Regions from separate parts of the Macaca mulatta genome. Here region 2 is linked to region 1. Evidence: chromatin contacts called from public Hi-C data. All regions are on one chromosome and are shown on one strand. The core of a region is the stretch at or near the end of the contact, and the rest is flanking DNA. Distances in the headings are between cores, read along the strand shown.

What was found. A called contact is a pair of places that touch in the nucleus more often than the background predicts.
Region 2: a contact with region 1 is called in a Hi-C map of fetal cortical plate, with 2.3 times the contacts expected there. The contact joins the enhancer-like site here to the promoter of VLDLR in region 1. A contact is called at or near these places in 2 of 14 Hi-C or Micro-C datasets (fetal cortex germinal zone and fetal cortical plate).

Annotation. Positions count from the first base shown.
Region 1 is chr15:96,831,877-96,838,863 of T2T-MMU8v2.0, forward strand. VLDLR (very low density lipoprotein receptor) reads right to left here and starts at 3,529. Exons shown (of 19, transcript NM_001032907.1): 1 at 3,448-3,529. The coding sequence starts at 3,529. LOC106993776 reads left to right here and starts at 1,777. Exons shown (of 2, transcript XM_077966128.1): 1 at 1,777-3,622. The coding sequence starts at 2,731. The coding sequence ends at 3,201.
Region 2 is chr15:97,337,767-97,344,753 of T2T-MMU8v2.0, forward strand. SMARCA2 (SWI/SNF related, matrix associated, actin dependent regulator of chromatin, subfamily a, member 2) reads right to left here. Exons shown (of 35, transcript XM_077966143.1): 29 at 5,740-5,958. Among named protein-coding and RNA genes, the nearest start is that of SMARCA2, 160 kb to the right of the region's middle. Within about 2 kb of position 2,990, at least 16 of the 40 cell types and tissues checked have an H3K27ac peak or open chromatin away from gene starts, as enhancers often do. A contact at or near this core is called in fetal cortical plate, where this site is marked.

The sequences.
Region 1 (6,987 bases), core at 2,279-4,778:
ATCATGCTGTTGTCCAAGTAGTCTTTTGAGATTAATTAATTAGTAGGGACCAAACTAAGCAATTTTGAATTTAATCAACCAACCATGGAGAGGGCAGTTGTATTAGCCACCACAAGGAGCTCCCTAAGGCAGGCACATTTACGATGAACATCACTATAGACCTCATCAAGCCCTTTAACGCATTAATTTCTTAGGCTAGTATATGAAGGTGGTTTTCCAAATGAAAGTCAGTATCCAAAGTGAATGCAATCATTACTTTAAGTCATGTAGGCAACTGCCTCGTTTTAAGCACTTTTCCATGCACTGAAAAGAACGACTTTATTTACATTCTGTGAGAAATAGAAAATGGGCTAGATATTTAAAATGAATTCTATGCTGTGTGCCAAGTCTTCAAGGTTTGGGATCAAAACCTGAAGCCATACGGCTGGGTACTATCTGTTCCCTTGATCTTATGGTCATGTTCTACTCTAGGAGTCCTTGTTAAGTATCATCAGTTTGTTACCTCTCCTGGAGCAGAAGAGGCTTGTAACAACTTTCTTCCTCTTCCAAAATTGTAATAAAACTAGTCAAGTCAAGTTTATGGTTATTCAATTTTATGACAGGTAGAGACACTTGGATCAGGTCTTCACTTCTTTTGAGCATGGAGGCTGTCACCTTTGCTAGCAACATTTAGTGTTAAATAGCAGTCTATTGTACTAAAGTCTTAATATTGGCAGCTCTACTTGACCTTTATACATGCTTTAGGTATCTGGGGACTCAGGCCATAAAAGCAAACAATCAAAACGACACAGGACAGGCACTATAGGTAAATGCCACATAAAGTGGGCAAGAGGGTGATTCAGGGAACAAAGCTACACTAGGTTTCAAGAAGCTGTTACTGCCAAGAAGGGCTTGGCTGGTGACCTTCCTTTATACAGTCCTTGCTCACATGAGTGATCAGGTTTTGATAAGGGTTACTATCGTCATACCTTCATTGGTGGTATCTGGATGAGCCAAGTTTACTTTCCATGCCTTCCAGTTTCTTCCCTCCAGGTCTACTACTACCACCAGTAACACCAACCCACTTCTCACAGTGAGGGAAGTTTCCTTCTACTCTTAGTCTAGTTGCTAGCCATATATGAATAGCTCTCACAAAACCTTGGATTTTTAGACTTTGACCTTCAAGAATATATCATACCACAGATCTTAATCCTGACTACTCAGGCTGGAGGAAAATGTCCTAGAACCCCCAGCAATTGTGCAATCAGATATACCAACTTCTCAATAGCTTTAAGTTCCTTGCCAGAGTCTCGGTGCTCACCTGCCTTGTCCAGGAGTACCTGGAACAGCACCATGTGCCAGTGGAGAGACAGGGCGAGCGTAGAAGCTCCAGGGTAGGAAGTGAGCCCACATACCCTGGGACTTTGAACTTAAGACAGATGCCAGTTGGGATTGGTTTAGAGTCAATACCTGCCTCAGCCCAAATTTCCTCCAGTTCTGAAAGAATCTGCCTCCTTTCCTTTGAAGAATTTGTTTTTTCCATTGTTCATGGCATGTCAAATATTTCACATGTGACAAAGAGGATCCTCACCTGCCTAATACAAGGTGAATATCTGGCTTTGACTAACTCAAGTCAGTTTAGGTGCACTCCTAACATTCTATAAGGTAAAGTTAACCTCTAGTGGAAGGGACATGCAGCAAAAATGAAAGTTTTCTCTCACCTTCCTGGATAATTGTCCCTCCTGGTATACCTTAGTGTTTTGAAATGTTTCAAAAGGCATAATACAAGTCATGGCACTATACTGAGAAATCGTTTAATAAGTTAGTATTACTCATCCATTAATGATTAATGCTAGCGTTTGAAAACTCTTGTAAGCAGAGCTTTTCTAGGCTCTCAGGCTTGTTACACATCAGATTCCATGTTCACTACACATTCGTCCTCTTCAAAGAGTCCAGGCAGGGGAAGGCATTTGAGGAGCTTGTGGAGTCTCCTACTTTCCATTGAAAATAACACTTCCCGTGCTGCTCGCTTAGGAGTCCGCGGAACCATGTGATCAACCTAAACGTGATCGCACTGCCAGCCAATCGCAGAGGGCAGAAAGGCCAATCCCAGTTCACACCCTCCGGACAGTGGCAACTAAAGGGCAGGGGCATTCGGAGACGTAAAAACCCCAGGCATTGCCCGAGAGGCTCCTTGACCACAAACTTTAAAGTTCGCTCTCACTTCAGGAGCACGTGACTGCAGGCAGGCAGGGCCCCTTAAGCCACCTGGCTACTGGAGCTAGGGACTCTGGAATGGGTGTTTCGGGCTGGGGCGGCTTTCAGTCCCAATTCCCCGCAGCTGGCAAACAAGCCCCTTGGCGTCACATCTGAAGATCACTTCTGGGACGCGCTAGGATTCTGACTGAGTCCTCTTAGAAGGGCTTCCTGTCGCTTGTCCAGGAAAGTTATGAGGCCCCAAGTGGGAACGTGGCTGAAGACCAGGCAGGGCCCCCAAGCCCCTGCGGCAGACTCTAGGGACCCGACAGTAGTCACACCGCCCTTCTCAACAAGACAGGGCCACACACTCGCTCTCGCGCTGTTCCTTTGATTTATTGTTTAGAATGAAGGCTAATTACAGTCACTAGCCTAGGACTCAATTCCTCTCGAGGAAACGTCAACGGGAAGGAGGATCAGCAAACTAACCTGATTAAGTCTTCGTTCCATTCCCCCTCCCCATTCAGCTACACGAGAGACCCGAGAGGTTTCCAAATGCCGCCCGAGGCGTGGAAAAGGGAGGGGAGAAGCACCCAGAGGACAGTCCTGCGTAAAGCCCGCTCCTCCCCTACCCCGCACGCCGGAGAGGCGGCCCCGCGCCGGGGGAGACGCAGTCTGGGTGCGCAGACTGCGCACTGCCCGCGGCTCCGCGGAGCCTCCCGGCTGCCGCCCACCGAACGTGCGCCCGCTCACGGCCGCCGGAAGACTCCGAGCCCCGGCCCGCACCTGGCGCCCCGCGTCCCCGGAGGCCCTCACCTTCGCCCACCGTCCGCTCCCACACTCCCTGAGGTTCGAGGCGCGCGCCCCGGGCTGCCGCGCACGTCTCGGCCCTCTACCTCCTTCCTAACACTCCGCCTGGCAGAGGAGGCAGAACCATTGTTCAATGCTCAGAAGCCCACATACCTCAGCCCCTGTCAAGGGGGCGAGAAACGAGGCAAAGCAGCGGCTTTGGGGGAGGCGGTGTGAGGGATCGAAGACTAGTTCAGGCGAGGCGTCAGGACACCCCAAACCCCACTGTTCCCCAAGCCCAGCTCCCTTTAGCCGCGGCGCTGACAGCTCAGAGGCGCCACCACTGAGGGGAGGGAGAGAAGGCAAGAGAGAGCCGAGAGGCGCCTCCTAGGAGGCGGTGGGCAAACGGAGACCTGCGCCTCGGGGTCTCCCGGTGCCCCGGCTGGGTCCCGGCCGCCGGCGGAGGGGCGCGTCCTCACTCACCGGTTCCGGTGGCGCCGCTCTCCCAGGGCGCCCAGCACAGCGCGAGCAGCAGCCAGAGCGCCCAGCGCGCGGACGTGCCCATGGTGCCCGCCTGGATGGTGCCGCCGCCGCCGCCGCCGCCGCCGCCGTTCGCTCCGCACAACAAGTTACCAGCCCTTCCGAAAGGAGGAAGAAGGTGGGGGCGGGGAGGGGAAAGGGGGAGAAGGAGGGGGAAGGAGTTGGGGGGGAAGGGAGCGGGGAACAAGAGGGCACCCCCTCCCCTACAACTTGCACAATCTCCTCCCCACCAGCCAACCCACCCACCCATCCACCTCCCTGGGCTGCAGCAGCAGTGCAAGCCGAGCCTGCGGGCAGAAAATAATGCAGGCGCTGCAGAGGAGGGGAGGGAAGGGGAGGGGAAGGAAGGGAGAGGGGGTGGGGAGCCAAGAGCAGAAGAGAGGACAGAACAGAGAGGAGCCGGTAGCGGAGCACCCACACCGGCGGCGGCTGGAGCTCGGGGTGAGGAGCGGGGAGGGGGCAGGAGGGGGAGTGGTCAACGGGAGGCGCGGCGGGCGGGCGGGAGCGCGGCGGCTTCAGTCCTCCTTTCCCTCGACGCGCTCCTCTTACACGCGCCGGGCAGCTGGGTGCCCGCGCCGGGAGTGTGCGAGTGTGAGCGTGCGTGCATGAGTGACCGTGGTCGTGGCTGTGGCCGCCGCCGCCGCCGTCGCCACCCGGGCTGCTTTAGGGGCCCGGCTGCTCCGCGAGGCCGCCTGGAGCTCACGGGGGCCCGGGGCGGCCGCTGGTTGGCTCGCGCACCGCCCTCGTCTCCAATCCCCGGTGCCTGTCCTAATTTCCTGATCCAGGGAACCTGCCGCCGCAGCAGCTGTGCGCTCTCTACAGTCATTACTGTACCCTCCCGGCAGCCGCCAGCAGAACATGCAGCAGCAGCAGCAGTTAGCGCTGATGCAACTATCGTTGCTATTGCCACTGCCTCCCCACTAACGGGGCGTGCACCTGGGGGGTACTTGCAGTTTCCAGGGGCAACAATCATCTCTCTACCACCCTCTCCTGCGCCCCTGAGAGAGGATGGTAGGTAGCATCTTCTTCGGGCCTCCTCTCTCCACTCAGAAAGTGATGAAGCTGAGGGGCTCCAAACGTTTGGGGCGCTCAAATGTGGGGTTTGGGATGTCGGTCTCAATCGCACGCTGAGATGCCATTTTCCTAAAAACTAAATGTGTCTTTAAGTGAGAGAGTGTGTATGTTTGAAAGAAAGAGTGCGCGCGGTTGTGACTGCTCCTCTGTAATAGAACAAGACTAAAATAACCCAGCCTGGGATAAGGAGAAGGGAAATTGCTAGCGCAGCTTTGCGTTTGCTCATCAACGATTATAGTTAATTGCTAATTGCACAAAATGATAGTTTGAGGGCCTGTAATTAAAAGCTTAACCTTTTCTTGTTTGGAAGAGACGGGACCCATACGTTTATTCCTCTTGATATACTTTGTAACATTCAATTACAAGAATCGAGGAAAGAATAAAGGAAGCAAAGGCAAGACTCCTAGAAAGGACTGATTCTTCTTTTGTGCCTGACAGTACCTGAGTCTATAATTTGCTTTTTGTGTACTTCAGTTTTCTTGCACACTTAGCCCTGGTTGAGGTGCATTGTCTGCTGTGGTCTGCTAAGCATCTAACCAGAGTGGGAGGGCACATTGAGCGATTTCACTTTCTTAAATAAAAGGTTTTTAGGTATTTTTAAAAAGTTGTTTTTATCTTGATTCAAACTTGGAAGATTTCAATAATATCATATTCTGACTCTATTCTGTTGGTGATCTGAAGAGTAGTGGGCACTGCCTCACTGTCTTCTCCTTGCCCTGGTTCTTGTGGAAATTTGTCAAGGCTAGCAATCAGGGGAGATGTCTGTTAGGAACTTACTATATCCAGTAAACACACAGGAGAGGAAAATTCCAAGTCAGGATATGTTTCTGTGGGACCAAAGATACCCTGATTGTGACTGCTAAGCCTGAAAGGGCTTAACTCTAGGTATGGAGGGGATCTTGCACTATAGTTCATTTTGAATGCTATTTTGCCCACCCTGTGGTTACATAGTTGATACAAACTGCAGCAGTCACACAGGTTGTATGTGAAACAACTAAAATTTGTTTTTATGACATTTAGTAGTGAAGATGCATGCTGGTGTTATTCACCAAACGGCATTGAGATGTGATGGGAAAACCTTAGTGCCTGATGTCTTTCATATTCTCAGGGTTCTGAAATGCCATCTGATGAGCTGTCGCTGTACACAAGAGGAAAGGAGTAGAGGGGATGGGTGGAATCAATACGAAAAGAGGCATCATTAATAAACAGTCATATGACTTGATTTAATACTTTTCTCAGAGATATAGGTATACTACAAGCTATACATTGATATGGTATAATAAGACTTATCTTTGAAAAACATGTGTGAGTACTTTCTAATTCTCCAAGGGATATAAATAAACTTTCAGTGAACTTAGCTGCAGCTCTATGTTCAATCCTGTAACTTTTTTGTTGACTCAAAATAAAGCATAACTTTTGGCTCCATCTGTGATCGACATATAACTTGGTAAAAATCACTGTGCCGCTCTGTGTCTGCCTTTTGGCCAGTAAACTGAAAATAAAACCGACCCACATTATATCAAAGTGCTCCGTGGCCTCACGGACCAGCTCTCTGCAAGGCATTGTTTATTAGAAGAAAAAGGTTGTATGGAGAAATGCATTTGATTATGATAGAAAGTAGCTAATAACTAAAAAGATAAATTGATAAGTGGAGATGGAAGTGGTTGAACTAACTGAGCTAATTGATCATAAGTGGAGATTGAAATGGTTGAACTAAGTGGGTTCAGATAAGTTGACACTGCTGGATTCCTGATGCCTTCAGGTAAATGCAGAGGCAATCCCATTCACTCCTACAATCCACCACATTCATTTATTTGTTGAAGCAACACATACTGAGCATCCCTCGCTAACAGGCAATGTGCAAAGCAGTGGGCATACAGAAGTGCTTATCTAGGAAGCTCAGCATCTGGTAGGGGAGGCAGGCAAGTGGGCAATTGTAGTACCCTATGTATAGCACTCTGATTAAGAGATGCTTAAAGTGCTATAAGATTGCAGGGAAGAAGCAGCTATTCTGGCTGCAGGATGAGGGTATCAGAAAAGGCTTCACAGAGCGTTTGTTTCCGAGCTTTTTTCATGATTTTTACCCAGTAATCTGAATTCTCCCTACTTCTGGACACATGGTAGGATTGGACATCCTGGCCCCCTTATGGTTGGATGGGGTCGAAAGACTAACTTTGGCTAATTATTTGTGAGTCTAAGTTACAGGGTGCCACTTTCAGACTGGAGCATTTAATTGCATATAGGAGACCCTCTCTTTTTGTCTGCATGGTGATAAGAAATGTTTAAGAGGTGGCTGCTGCATTAGTCCAGGTCTCTGAGTGATTAGATTCATTTAGAACTACCCATGTGAGTAGTTCCCTGCTGTCTATGTGTCTTTAGCAATGTTCACATAGAGTAGAGGTTAGCAAC
Region 2 (6,987 bases), core at 1,740-4,239, 510 kb after region 1:
GGGCAGAGAGGCTGGGGAATGAGTTCAAGCACGTGGTCAATGATCTAATCAATCATGCCTATACATTATGAAACCCCACTGAAAACTCTGGACATCTAGGCCCAGTAGCACTCCCTGGTTAGTGAACACACTGATGAGCTGGAAGACTGATGGACGCTGACTCCATGAGGAGCAGACAGAGGAGTCCAGGTTTCCTCCCAGACTGCATCTTGTGCCTCCATTCATTTGGCTAGTCCTCTTTTTTCGAGATAGAGTCTAGCTCTGTTGCCCAGGCTGGAGTGCAATGGCGCCATCTCGGGTCATTGCAACCTCCACCTCCTGGGTTCAAGCGATTCCCCTGCCTCAGCCTCCCGAGTAGCTGGGATTACAAGCACGTGCCACCACGCCTGGCTAATTTTTTGTATTTTTAGTAGAGATGAGGTTTCACCATGTTAGCCAGGATGGTCTCGATCTCCTGACCTCATGATCCACCTGCCTCACCCTCCCAAAGTGCTGGGATTACAGGCGTGAGCCACAGTGTCTGGCCTAGTTCTCTTGATTTGTATACTTCATAAAGAATCTGAATCGGTTGCTAATGGCACTTTCCTGAGTTCTGTGAGTTATTCTAGCAAATTATCAAACCCAAAGGGTTCATGAGCCCCTGGATTTACAGTCAGTCAAAAGGGTGGGGGGGCCTCGGGACCCCCAAAGTGTGGCTGGTGTCTGAAGTCAGGGAAGTCTTGTTGGGGACTGTGCCCTTCAACTTATGGAGTCTGTGCTAAGTCTGGCTAGTTTGTGCCAGCACTGAATTGCAGCTGGGTTGAAATGCAATACTCCCCCTTCAGAATCCAAGCCTGGGGTGTTTGGAGGCAGAGGTTGAGTGGAGAGGAAGAGAATGAGGCACTAAAACTGCTAAAGGTGGATTTATTGGAAAGCTAATGAAGCTTGGGCTTTAGGCCTCTCACTCACAAGCTCCTTCCAAAGCTCTAGGAGGACCCCTCACTATGTGATCCCAAATACAGTTACATACTTTTATACAATTTGCAAACTTAAAACATTTTTGAATTGCTTTCTTTAAAAAGCTCTAGGACCCACCCAACCATCAGATTCTAGAAGCTTCAGGTTTGACAACCCCTGATGGTGACTTAGCAACTGTTGAGGAAGGGGCCAGTTTCACTGCACCTTGCATGTTCTGGCACAGTGTGGAGAAATCAGTCAAGGAGGGTTTGCAGACTTCCAAACAGAACACAAAAGAGCTAAGAGCACCATGAGGCCAAAGAGGCCAGAGGTCTTATGAGATGTGAGAATGGAGGACAGCTTCTAACTAGTGCCTGTGGCCAGGCTCCCGATTTCAATAGCACATGTCATCAAGGTCTCTAAAACAATGAGATGAAACCAGCTGCATGTAAAGACCTCCCAGGACAGGAGCAGACCAACAGCTGTATGCTGAGGTCACTGGAGACCCATGGGGAGCAGAAGAACCAGGATGCTCGCCCCCAATGCCATACTTAAACACCACATCTTTATCCAGATGCCACCTTGGAGAGGAAGATGGGATGGGAGCCCCAAGGGGAAGAGAGAAACAGCCCAGAGGGTAAGTGAATGTTGAACTGACTACCACAAAAAGATGACGCTAACTCGAGACCAGCTAACACTAAAGACATTTAAGTTTCCTCAGTGGAAATAGGAATTTCAAAACAACATAAAATACCTTAAAAAAAAAACTGAACTGTGTTTGAAATTGTGATCCTCCTGATTAAAAACAACATTATGAATGCAGAAAAAATTTTAAATTCCACCAACTAAACAGATTCTCTAAAGGACACTGTAGGAATTTTTAGCATGCCATGATTATAAAATAAAACCTGTTTACAATGAAACCATAACACCATTTGCAAAGAAAGTGACCATAACACTTAAATTTAACCTAAGTGTGCTGAGGCAGGGATAGCTAAATATTCACCAAAATTTTGTTTTCCTGGGCTCACAGCCAGACCACATTTCCGTCTCTTTTGCAGCTGGAGTGGCCACATAACCAAGTTCTAGCCAATGGAATTATAACCATTTAGGCAGGGCCCATTAGACTTCCATACTCACTACTTCATGTTGTTTTCCCCACTTCCAGCTCAAGTGGATGGAGATGACCAAGTTGGCAGAGGCTCTGTCAGCCTGGCTCTCTGAATGACCCTATGGAGAACAGGTGTCCTCACCAATCAAGAACACCTACTATGGACTTTCATGGAAATGACAAATCAACTTTTATTTATTTTTCTGGATAGGTCCATGGACAGGGCATGTTGAGGTCCATCTATGGACATTACCCACATCTATCTATACCCTTATCTGTCACTCCAGTGCTATTTCAATTTGGCAATTGATGGGCACTTAGTATTTGTACACAGAAGTCCTAAATTCTAACAAGATACAGAGCCAGCTTATCAACTAGTCAGGAAAGCAGGCAGGTTGGCAACTACCGAGAATACTAGGAAACTGTAACTGAAGGACAAGCAAAGAAATATTAAGAGGACAATTAAAAGTGCAATGAATATTTATCTGTGAAGGCGCCACAGAGTGGGTAGCAATTGAACTGGGCCTTGAAGGAGGAGGAAAGTTGAAGAGAAAGAGGAAGGTAGAAAAGTTCAATCCAGACTTACCATGAGTTTGCAAACATTTTATCCATGGGGCTGTGATGCTAAAGACAGAAAAAAATATTGTTTTGTTCACCCCAGGGAAAAGAATCAAGGCCTGTAAGGAGAAGCTACAAGGAAAGAAGATTCTATTCAAAGGGAGGAAGAACTATTAATCAGAGCTGACCATGAACTGCAGGGGCTACACAGAAAAAAAAGGTAGTTTTTCCTTTTAGGGATGGCCAGCCTCCTGGCACAGAGATTGCAGAGAATGTGATTTAAGCAAGGGATGGGAAGCTGTTCCATTCAACTGCCTTGCAGCTCTGCGATGCTATGTATCTTCGATGTCTCTGCCAAGCAGGCTTTGTAAAACATTGCCAGGAAAAAGAAGAATTATTTTAGCCCTGTTACAGCATTTCTTACACAACGGTCCTTGCCAAACTCCCTTTCAAGGCCATGTTGGCTGGGTTCACGCAATGTGTTAAATCATAAGCCAGTAGAGAACATCTCTTCACATCCAGGCCCATGAGAACCCCTTCAATATCATTTTATCATCAAAAAAGCTTAACAGGCTAATATTAAATAGGATTGCTGCTGGTGAACACCAATGACAGGAAGCATCTACTTTGCATGTTTAGGCCATGGGGCATGTTGCATCCATTGCATGTCCTAGTTAATAGCAAGTTGCCAGTTTCATACCAAATATGGGCATGCAGTTTTCAAAGGATTAGATTACAAAAAGATATGTTACAATAAAGCTGTTTTGAGAATAGTTTCATCCTTCTTGGATGACTTAGTATGTTGCAAGGCATTGTAGAATTACAATTATAAAAACCAATTTTCACAGTGTAGTTTTGTAAAACAAACTAATTTTCCATTTTTAAATGTGTGTGCTGTAGATAAAAGAAGTCTACTAGATGCACTAAAAAGAGAAATGCTCTCCTAACACTGCTGATAAGTTAGTCACTTTCCCTTTCCTCTTAAGTTTATACTTTCATTTTCACAAACACTCACTGAGTCTTTATGCTAGGCACTGTGTTAATCATCAGGGGTAGAAACTGAATGAAAAAGAGAAAAAAAAAAACAGATGTCTTAAACTGGAAAACTTTCTGAGATTCATAATGTTGTTTTTCTTAAGGGTAATTCCCAATGATTATTTTAAAAAAGTAAGTTCAGCTACATTCTTGCCCAATAAACAAGGTTATTTTGCTTTTAATGTCTGGAGAGTAAACATATCAAAGCTTAGCTTTAAAAATTTTGCCCAGCCAGGCACGGTGGTTCACGCCTGTAATCCCAGCACTTTGGGAGGCTGAGGCAGGTGGATCACCTGAGCTCAGGAGTTTGAGACCAGCCTGACCAACATGGTGAAACCCCATCTCTACTAAAAACATAAAAATTAGCCAGCCATGGTAACGTGCTCCTGTAGTCTCAGCTACTGGGGAGGCTGAAGCAGGAGAATCACTTGAACCCGGGAAGCAGAGGTTGCAGTGAGCTGAGACCGCACCACTGCACTATAGCCTGGGTGACAGAGAGAGACTCTGTCTAAAAAAAAAAAAAAAAAGGTGGCCCAGATCATTATTGTCCCATCTGCTGTAATAATACTCCAGGTACTCAATTTATTGCTTAAATAAAAGTTTTCCCAAGCTCAGAAATATATATTAACCAAAAAACTCTTCATATTATAGAATGAATCCTAATTACATAACTATAATCTCAATAGTGAAACAAAATTCATAAAATCATATTCTGAGGTCACTGTACTATTTGACTGGATATGACAATAAACTAATCACACAAATGTTATGTTTTATACACAATTGTTCAACCACAAATAATGAGCAGTGCTATTCAGAATCACAGGCTCCCCCATCTTTTCAAAATTCAGGTCACATCCCTCTCATCATACAACATCCTAAGTAAATCACATCTCAAGCGGTGACAAGACCTGTTCACCATCGATATATAATCTCAAAATTCTGCCCACTGCCTTTCTACCCACCTACCTACTTAAAACCTGGGTCCTAAAATCCATGTTTCACAAAGCTTGGGAACTGTATTCCCTTTGGATAAAACGAACAACTCCCCGAAGCTTTTGTTTTGCTTGGTGTTTACCCAACTGCACTTACTATTTCCAGCATGCATTTACTGGCTGTGTCTGGACTGCATGTCCCAGGTTGCTGTGCCTTTCTAGGTACTAAGTCTACTCCCAAAAATGGGAAGTAGAGCTAACCCTTCAAACGGAACAGTCACCCGGGCCTCAGCGTTCACACATGTGACTCCTAAGAGCATTTTGATATTTCTGTGCTGCCCAGGGAACATTCTGAGATTTCAGTCCTCAGTCAAAATGAGAAATCACCATTTTCCAAAGGGGAAACAACATAACCAAACTCCCAAATAACATTTCCAAGCATCGGTGACCCAAGTCCCAGGCTCTAGTCTGTGTTTGTGAGGGACAGATCAGATCAAGCCTAAATCAAGCATGCAGATACATAAGCACCCACCGAATCAATTCTGTGCTTTCTAACCAGCTGTGTGTCCTGCATAGCCATGTCACCTCTCTGGGCCTCAATTTCTTCATCAAACCAAGCAAGTACAAAGGCACCTTCCAGCTCTAAAAGTACTACGGGTCTACACAATAACAACACAGTTAGCAAAAACTCTGCTATCCCTGAAAGATCTGTGCAGACCCTGCAGAAGTAAAACCTCGATTAAAGACCATGAAGTGAGGGGGAACAATTAAAAAGATCTCTAAGGTGCCCTTCCACATTTTGATTCTCAGTTGGAGAGTGAGGCATGACCAGGCAATTGGTCATAAAACATTAGTAGGTCTCATAGCTCTCATAATCCTGTGCTTCCAATGGCCAGTTCTGCTCTAGCAAAAAAATTCTGCGGATTTTTTCCAAGCAGTGCCTTGGAATGCAGAATGACTTTATCTTTTCATGCAACAGTAGAATGACTTTATCTTCTGTGTTCAAAAGCTCCTTCCCTTTGATTGCGAACTCATCCTCCTCAGAAAATTCGATTTGATTGCAAACTCATCCTCCTCAGAAAATTCCAGCTCTAGGCCCCTAGTTTCTCCAAGCCACCAAAAACACTCCAGCTAGTGAGAACAGGTTAGAAAAGCCACACTCACCCTTAGCCACTGCTTCTCTGTGAGGGCGTCACTGTAGTCCACGTCACGGCGCTGGCGAGACCCCCTCCCAAATATTTTCTCCTCCTCTTCTTCACAGGTGAGCCTTTCTACTTCGGCGTCATCCTTAATGATCCAGGAGGGCAGCTCATCTTCCTCCATTAAGCGGGGCTTGCGTTTCGGGTTCCGGGCATCTTCCCTCCGCCGGTCCATGTCCATCCGCTGGAGACATTAATAAGAGGGTCACCGAAAGTCAGGGCTTCTGTATGGTACAGACTTTACAGTACATACAACTTCCCCAAGTCATTCCCTATGGCTGCAGGGTCCCTTTCAACCTCTCTCATCCTGGTTGACTTGTTCTAGCTCATCCCTAAATATCTAGGGAGAGATTCCACTAAGGAAAATCCCTTCCCTTCCTCTGTACCCATCTTTTGAAACTTATTCACACATTTAAAAAGTACTCTTTAAGAATTTCCTTTTCTTAGTCTGTGTGTGTACAAAGCTTCCCCTTTCAAGTAATAGTGGAAAAACTCAAATTGGGAATGCATTTTAAAAATATGACCTCTTGGCTATACACCTCATTGCTTCCCTGGAAGAAACTTATTCTTTGAGTATGGAAAAGAAAGATCTTTAAGAAAGTTTCCTTTTATTCAGTAGGGGTTGTGCTTTGAATTGAACAATCAGGAATAAAAAAAACGGTGACCCAAGGTATCAGTACAGATAGCTAACCACAGCTGGACATGTGGAAGAGACATAAATGGTTTCACTAGTCCGTTGGCCATGAATATACTAAATTTTCAATACCTTGTGGGCACTGCTCATGGGAGGAATGCTCCTGAATTCTTTACATTTTAAACTTTGTGCTCTTACAAAAGTATTATACCACAGAGAGACAGAGCTCAGAGGTAACCGCGTTCCAACTACTCTAGTTGTAAGCGAAATGGCTTCCTTTCAGAGCCTTCAAAATGCCTACTTCCCTACCTTCTCTCTTTTTAATAATCCAGTTCACTTGTAAATAAACTTAGGGCCACACACTTGGCTTTAATCTATAACTAAACAATACGATGGATTTTTAAAAAATAATCTGCCACTACATTTCCATCAACATTAGTTCTGTATAAACACTAGCTAGATGTGTCATTTCCACAATGAAATGGACCATCAATCATTGCTATTTACCTTTTCCCTCTTCCTTTGGTTCTACCGTACTGAAATCGGGATTCAATATAATGTTTTCTTAAAAGCTAAAAC